Regions from separate parts of the Zea mays genome. Here region 2 is linked to region 1. A link is a contact called in public Hi-C data. All regions are on one chromosome and are shown on one strand. The core of a region is the stretch at or near the end of the contact, and the rest is flanking DNA. Distances in the headings are between cores, read along the strand shown.

What was found. A called contact is a pair of places that touch in the nucleus more often than the background predicts.
Region 2: a Hi-C map of ear shows a contact between it and region 1, with 2.0 times the contacts expected there. The contact joins the enhancer-like site here to the promoter of LOC100191473 in region 1. A contact is called at or near these places in 2 of 25 Hi-C or Micro-C datasets (ear and tassel).

What each region holds. Positions count from the first base shown.
Region 1 is chr8:124,769,050-124,773,099 of Zm-B73-REFERENCE-NAM-5.0, forward strand. It overlaps LOC100191473, which reads left to right and starts at 2,256. Exons shown (of 7, transcript NM_001353503.1): 1 at 2,256-3,634. The coding sequence starts at 2,347. It also overlaps a transcript of LOC100285601 not described here.
Region 2 is chr8:125,676,572-125,680,621 of Zm-B73-REFERENCE-NAM-5.0, forward strand. It overlaps LOC100382815, which reads left to right. Exons shown (of 14, transcript NM_001175515.1): 11 at 408-455; 12 at 733-817; 13 at 1,109-1,165; 14 at 1,257-1,662. The coding sequence ends at 1,378. Among protein-coding and RNA genes, the nearest start is that of TRNAD-GUC, 4.9 kb to the right of the region's middle. Within about 2 kb of position 1,715, at least 6 of the 20 cell types and tissues checked have an H3K27ac peak or open chromatin away from gene starts, as enhancers often do. A contact at or near this core is called in ear and tassel, where this site is marked.

The DNA of each region.
Region 1 (4,050 bases), core at 1,006-3,505:
GCCTTAATAAGTTGGTTCCCGAATTATTCAACAGCGTAAACCCTCCCCAACTGCCTAGGTTCATTGATCCTGGACACGGTCGCGGCGGCGGCGACCGGAACCTTCTAGACGTATCACGGGACTTAGCAGAGCAACTCTGACAAAAGGCAAATAGGAACATGGCTGCGTGTAGTTTCTGAGCACGAGAGGACTCCGGTCGACTCGAAACAACCAAGTTCAGCGCTCACGCGGTTTGATGTGAACCTAACAAGGCATCGGCGGCTTTGTTGTATATAATTCGTGACGGGGAGATTTAAAAAAACACGAGTAGCTAGGGAAATGGAGCGGGGCGGTGGCGCATACTTACACGACGTAGACCTTGACTGCCATTGGAGAAGGGCTGGAGCTACCCGGATGGCCGGATCTGGGGCCTGGAGGCAAGGGGGGGGGGGGGGGGGGGGGGGGGAGGCGTTTGCCCGCTGGGGTTCTCTCTCTGCTTGTTTTCGTGGGATGGGATGCAGTGTGCGGATGCGGGGCGGGGAGAGTATTTGTAGGACCACTGCACTGCCCGGGCTCGCGTCCGGTTTGACCTGCAGGCGCCAGGCTATGTGGTGCCAATCGTGGCGGGCGCCACAGCCCAGCAGCACGTCACGGTTGCATCACCAGAACCCAGAAACTCACCTCGAGAATCAAGATAATAAAATGGAGGAAGCAGGAGTGAGACAAGGTAATCTAGAGCTTCCTTTAGATCATAACAAATTCGGTATTTCCTGTGTCTCCAAGCTTTGTGGTAAAAATAACTCCCTGCGCTAGGGCCTGGTTTAATACTTCCACAGTGTTTTGTATCTATGCATTATAATGAACAGCTAGGTTTAATTCGAAACGAACAGGTTTAATGGAAGCACAGAGAGAAGTAGTAGACGACAGGATGTGCCCACCAACAACCATGGCGGTGACAGGCAAGGGTCTGTTATGGCAGGTGGCAGGTAAAGGATGCAGGGATCGGACTCCCCTTCAGTTCTTCAACCAGTTCTTCAACCATGGTTAATAGTCCATGCAAAGGACTGCTTCGTTTCAACCGCACGCAAAACAAAGCTGAAGCTATCAGTTTAGCGTACTGGATGGAAGGCCAAACTCGTCCTCATCGCCACCTGTAGCTGTCAAGCCAAGGACATCTTTGCCTTTCGATGATCAGTAGTAACACATACTCCCTTCGGTGCAATAAAAGAAGTCATCCTGCGCGTAGGTCTGGGATTTAGACGTTGTTGCCCCTAGTAATTGCACAAAAAAAGATGCATTTAAGAATCGAACTTGAGACCTCCAGTCTAGAATGCCTTGGAGCTGCTGCAGCAACCAATCAAGCCTAATTGTTTTAGTGACGTTAATGCACCCATATTCCTATTTAATAGGGGCAAACAGGGAAAACTCTATGATAATTAATCACTCCTTGGTATGCACAATCAAGTCCTAAACGACTACCTTTACTGCACTGGAGGGAGTACACAGCAGCAGGACACGAGGAGATTTTAAGGCTCTCGCTGTTTCCCCAGGAGGACCGATCGAGGCCGTCCGTCCTTGGCACCTTGCAGTTGTTCGATGCGTCGGCTCGGACCGGCGTGCAGGAGGGCGATCATTCCATTCCATTCCAGCCATGTGTCCCCCCATCCTATCCTCTGACGTATCTTTGTTGTAAAGCGGCAGCCTCCATCAATGATGCCCGCCGCAGGCAAAGGAGAACCCGTGCCGCCGGCGGATTGGCTGCTGCTGGACCGGCGGTTGCCCGGTCCCTCGGCGCCCCCAAAAGACCGGGGGCCACGCAAGGCGAGTTGACGCGTGCATGGATCATGGATGTGACGACCTTCGTCTTCCCCGGCCTGTGGGGTGTGGCTTCGCCCTCAAGCCTGTCTCTGCATCCATCATTCGCGACGGATTTCTAGCGCAACAGAGCACACCTAAGACTTCAAAGTTCAAAACTACGTAGTTCAAAAGCAATGGGCCCTGTTCTCTCTCTCTCTCTTTTTGGTCGTCCAAGGGAATGGCCCAGTTATGGGAAGAGCCGACGTCGTGACATGGAAAGAAAGTTGTATCAATGTATGGCCCAGATTGAGCTAAAGAGGCCAGATATAATGCTACCGAAACTCGACCAGCCCATCGCAGCCCGGCTTACACTTAAGCCGACGGGTCTGTTCGTATGGGCCTGATCCGAAGCCCAGATCTACCACTAAAACTGCAGTGTCCGTCCCAATGGCAATGACGGACTGACCAGACGCCTGACCACGACACGAGCCAACCATACGGGTGCTGTCATCTTGTCCACCCCGTGCGACTGCGAGCTCGTTGCTCCGCTAGTTCACTCGCCGCGACGCGATGGTTCTGACTCTGCTGCTGCTTCTGCTTCTCCCCGCGGCTTCCCGCGCCAGGGACACCATCACGCCGGGCCAGCCGCTGCGGGGAAACGACACGCTCGTATCGTCCGGCGCCGGCAGCTTCGTGCTCGGCTTCTTCTCCCCGCCGGGCTCCAACAGCACCTACGTCGGGATCTGGTACGCCAAGGTGCCCGTCCGCACCGTCGTCTGGGTGGCCAACCGCGCCGCCCCCGTGCGCGGCGCGGCGAGCGAGAGCGCCGGCGCCACGCTCTCCGTGTCCAGCGAGTGCGCGCTCGCCGTGGCGGACGCCAACGCCACGGTGGTGTGGCGGTCGTTGTCGTCGTCTTCCCCGCGGCCGTGCGCGGCGCGGATCCAGGACGACGGCAACCTGGTGGTGTCGGACCAGCGCGGGCGGGTGGTGTGGCAGGGGTTCGACCACCCCACCGACACGCTGCTCCCGGGGATGCGGCTCGGGGTGGACTTCGCGGCGGGGGCGAACATGACGCTGACGGCGTGGGCGAGCCCCTCCGACCCGTCGCCGAGCCCCGTGGTGGCGGCCATGGACACGTCGGGCGACCCGGAGGTGTTCATCTGGAACGGGCCGGCCAAGGTGTGGCGGTCGGGGCCCTGGGACGGCGTGCAGTTCACGGGAGTCCCGGACACCGTCACCTACAAGGGCATGGGCTTCAGCTTCCGCTTCGTCAACGACGGGCGCGAGGCCACCTACAGCTTCCAGGTCCGGGACGCGGGCATCGTCTCGAGGCTGGTGCTCAACAGCACGGGCGTCGGCGGCGGGCTGATGCAGAGGTGGACGTGGCTGGATGTCGCCGGCGCGTGGGCCCTCTACTGGTACGCGCCCAAGGACCAGTGCGACGCCTTGTCCCCGTGCGGGCCCAACGGGGTGTGCGACACCAACAAGGTCCCGGCCTGCTCCTGCCTCCCCGGGTTCACGCCGCGGTCCCCGGCGTCGTGGGCGATGCGGGACGGGCGGGACGGCTGCGTCCGGGCCACGCCGCTGGACTGCGCCAACCGCACCGACGGCTTCCTGGTGCTGCCGCACGCCAAGGTGCCCGACGCGACGCGGGCGGTGGTGGACTTCAACTCCAGCCTGGAGCAGTGCCGGCAGCGGTGCCTGAGGAACTGCTCCTGCACGGCGTACGCCAGCGCCAACCTCACCGCCGCGCCGGGGCGCCGCGGCTGCGTGATGTGGACCGGCGGCCTCGAGGACCTCCGCGTGTACCCCTCCTTCGGCCAGGAACTCTACTTCCGGCTCGCCGCCGCAGACCTCGGTACGTGGCAACACTGCTCGTCTAGACGTCGATACATGCACATTGCACAGTCGGAGTAACAAATAATTTTTTCCGTCCTGCCGTACTGTACAAAGATGCACGCGCTTGGTGAGAACTTCCACGTTGCTCCGTCCGTTCACAAAATAAGGGGTGTTTAGCGGAGCCTCCCAGCGACAATCACTCAACCCGGCCAAACAGTAAAAAAATGAATTGCTCCGTGATAGAAGCAAAGTGAATCTAGTCTTTATTTTGTACGGAAAAGTGGGAGAAAAAAAAACCTATTTCCCGCCACTCTACTCTCCAACCTTTACAAATAATTTCACACACTATTTACGAAACAGTTTTCGCTACATAGATTCACTTCGACTAGATAATCATTTAGAATCACTTAATCGAAGAATCAGCTCTCGAAGCTA
Region 2 (4,050 bases), core at 465-2,964, 910 kb after region 1:
TAAAACATTTTGGATTTTAAGATTCATAGCTTTTGCTATACACATTAGATATACACTAGGTCTAGATACATAGTAAAAAACATTGTATCTAGAAAAGCCAAAACGTCTTATAATTTGGAATTGAGGGAGTAGTACAATTAAATGAAATCATCGATCTAATCGCAAATTGTATCTGCTACGTGCTACTTAACGAAAACTGGGGCTGGGATAAATCTTGTGGCGTTTCCTCTTTCATATCAGCCAGGCTTTAAACAGTGATATTCTTAATTTCAGGATCACTCAATTGTAACACTCCATTCTTCTGTTGTTTATATGATAGTGTTTTTGTCGTTGACTTGGTGAAACTTGAACTATGAATGCATTGGCTATATTGCTCACACATTTAATTATCTTTTCCACTATTGCAGACTGGAACTCAAATTCAAAGTTCATCCAAGTCAGGCCCATGGAGAAAGGTATGCATTAGTTTTCCACTGAAGGTTTCTGGGTAGTTGAAGTATGGGACATAGTAATGTACCTAGTCAAAGACAATTCCATATCTGATGCTCAAGTGAAATTTTCTGTTGATATGGGTGTTTCAAAAATTGATATTGATGTGGAGGGCATAGATATTTTCTGTTGAACAAGGGCACATATATTTAGAAAGTTGATTGGGAATTTTACTCATATTGGACATTCGAGCTTCATTTTATTACTGCTGTCAATGGATTGAAAAACATTACTGTTTTACAGATGCTTCCATCCAAAGATGCAAACTTTGTTGGGTATACGTACAAGAACTTTGAAATTGTAAATGATGATGAAGTGGCAGGAATTGGTTAGCCCCCCATTACTCTGTTCATCTTCTACTATTTCACTTATTAGGGTGTTTGAGTGCACTAGAACTAACAGTTAGTTGGCTAAAAATTGTTAGTGGAATTAGCTAGCTATAGTTACCTAACTATTAACTAATTTACCAAAAATAGCTAATAGCTGAACTATTAGCCAGGGTGTTTGGATGTTTCAACTAATTTTACCCACTAACTATTAGCTCTAGTGCATTCAAACACCCCCTTAGTTGTTATATGTTTAGTTTGACAAAAAAATGATTTGGTGCTTTGTGCAACAGCGGAGTTGAAGAAAAAGAGTTCCAAATCAAAGCGACCAACCATCAAGACATTGTTTGGTAATGAGCCAGTATCCTACATTCAGTTCGCTTCTACTGTATCTCCGTGAAGGCATGAACGATCCACTTACTTTTCATTCATTCTGAACAGAGAGTATGGACGAAGAGGAACCTGTTCAAGGAAGTTTCTTAGGTATGTTGCCCCCAAAGGAAGGGCAACCTTCGTCCCACTCCAGCGTTCCACAAGAAAGACACCAACCTCGACGTAAATAGGATATGGAGGTTCAAAACGTAAAGCATAGGAAAGTAAAACAAGTGGGAAAAAAAAAATCTTCTGCTGCCTTTTGATATGCTCCCTGTCTAAGTTTTGTAAATCCTAACCATTGCGTTCTTTAGCCAAATGTTTAAAACAAAAAAGATCACCGGCCAAATAGTGTATGGCATTGGCATCTGATGTGAGCATCAGTGTTCGCTGTATATTGTGTTACCGTTCTAACTTCCAAGTGATGTTTCTCAGCCATATTGGCAAAAACTACTGTATACTACATACCAGGAGCAGACAAGCTGTGGCAAGCATGTGCTATGTTTTTGACCTCAGTTGTTTCTTTGGAGTCAAGGCTCGTAGGCACCTGAACAACTTGCAGCGCCCAATTGACACATTTATCCCTATGAACATATTCACGCCCGTGCTACCTGTATGAATGCATTTGCCACGTAGACCCTTAGAGATCTTGAGATGTTTCTCAGTAGTTCATTGCACCTTTCATTACACAAATGTACCATCATACAACCTAATCGCGGCTATAGGATTTTTCCACCCTAACTGGATATGGTATTCTCTCTGTTGTTCTTTTTTATTTGTCGTACTTTAGTGCAAAAGTGAACTAACGGATAACAAATATTCAAGAACGGAAGTAATATTAAATATGAGTATATGCCTGTATAGAGGCATTAGGTACACCTGCCCTCCTAAGCACGTGTTAGGATGAAGGCATGACCATAATATCATCTATCACATATATGATACACGAGTTTGGTTGTAGTCATCTCTTCTCGTGGTGACTACCATGGACAATTATGATGCTCACACTAGGTCTTGAGCCACCTGGCATAATGTAATTGATAGCCAATATAGCCTTTGTACTTTATCGTATTTCATGGTACACTCGGCATGCACTTGAGTGCCTGCAGCCTAAGTTGTGTATTAGCCTACTTAGCAAGGCATGTGCTGTCATCTATCCCACATTTAATGTGGTGTATCCAAGACTTATTTGATAAGATTTTGCCAAAGAATAGTCCATAGGTTTTTTAGATGTGGATCCACATCCTAAGGTCATACTACCTCCGGTGGGCCCGCCACATCCTTTTGTCGTGAGATAGGATTAGTGAAAGTCGTCTAGAGGGGGGTGAATAGACGAAACCTGAAATTTACAAACTTAAACACACACTAAAGGCCGAGGTTAGCGTTAGAATTAAATTCAAGTCCGAAAGATTGTTTCTCTTGCTAGGAGTTGCTCAAAGAGTGTGGATGACGTATGGGAGCAAACTCAAATTAATACTAGCAAGGAAGTGTTAGAGAGAGGAAAGAGGGCAAACAAATCAAGCGAGAATCAAAGCGATTAGACACGGTGATTTGTTTTACCGAGGTTCGGTTCCAAAGAACCTAGTCCCCGTTGAGGAGGCCACAAAGGTCGGGTCTATTCCAACCTTTTCCCTCTCTCTCAAACAGTCACTTAGACCGAGTGAGCCTTTTCCTTAATCTCACGGGTCACTAAGACCCCGCAAGGACCACCACACACTTGGTGTCTCTTGCTTCGCTTACAAGCACTTAGAAAAGAAGCGAGGAAGGAAGAAAGGCAATCCAAGCAACAAGAGCGCAAATGAACACAAACTCACTCTCTCTCAAGTCACTAAGTGGTTGAGATGATTTGAGACTTGGAGATGGTTTGATCTTTGGAATTGTGTCTTGGAGTGAATGCTCTAGCTCTTGTATTGAATGTGATCCCCAGAAAACTTGGATACCAATGAATGTGGTGGTTGGGGGTATTTATAGCCCCCAACCACTTCCTAACCGTTGGTGAAGGCTGCTGGTGATGGGCGCATCGGACAGTCCGGTGCGCCACCGGACAGCCACTATGCACTGTCCGGTGCACGTCACGTCAGCGCATCTGTTAGGGTTCTAAGCAGTTGACCGTTGGAAACGTTTGTCTTCTAGCTGCACTGGACAGTCCGATGCCCTCTGACTTTTGCGCTCTGACTTCTGTCGCGGTACTGTAGCGCACTGTAGCTCTGCACAGTCGACCGTTGGCGCGTAGAGAGCCGTTGCTCCGCTGGCTCACCGGACAGTCCAGTTGCTCCCAGCGCGCCAATGGTTGACTATGCAGAGCTACAATGCGCTACAGTACCACGACAGAAGTCAGAGCGCAGAAGTCAGAGGGCACCGGATTGTCCGGTGCAGCTAGAAGACAAACGTCTCCAACGGTCAACTGCTCAGAACCTTAACGGTTGCGCTGATGTGGCGCGCACCGGACAGTGCACAGTGCTGTCCGCTGGCTCACCAGACAGTCCGGTGAATTATAGCGGAGCGCGCCTCAGAATTCCCGAGAGTGGTAGCTTCGATTCAGCTCTGGCCTGGTGCACCGAACAGTGTCCGGTGCGCCAAAAATCAGTACACTCAAGTCCTTTTTGCTCCAAATAAATTGTGTCCCCTAACTGGATTCTTTCTTGGTTTGTGTTGAACCTTATGCACCTGTAATAGATGATATCTAGACAAACTAGTTAGTCCATGTGGTTTATGTTGGATGTCAACCACCAAAATCGATTATAGAAAATAGTTAACCCTATTTCCCTTTCAATTAGTCTTAGCCGTCCTGAGTCCTTAACTCTTTGGAGGGTCCCCTGAGCCTCGTGGGGCATGACTCTCATCCTTCCTTGGAGTATAAGGT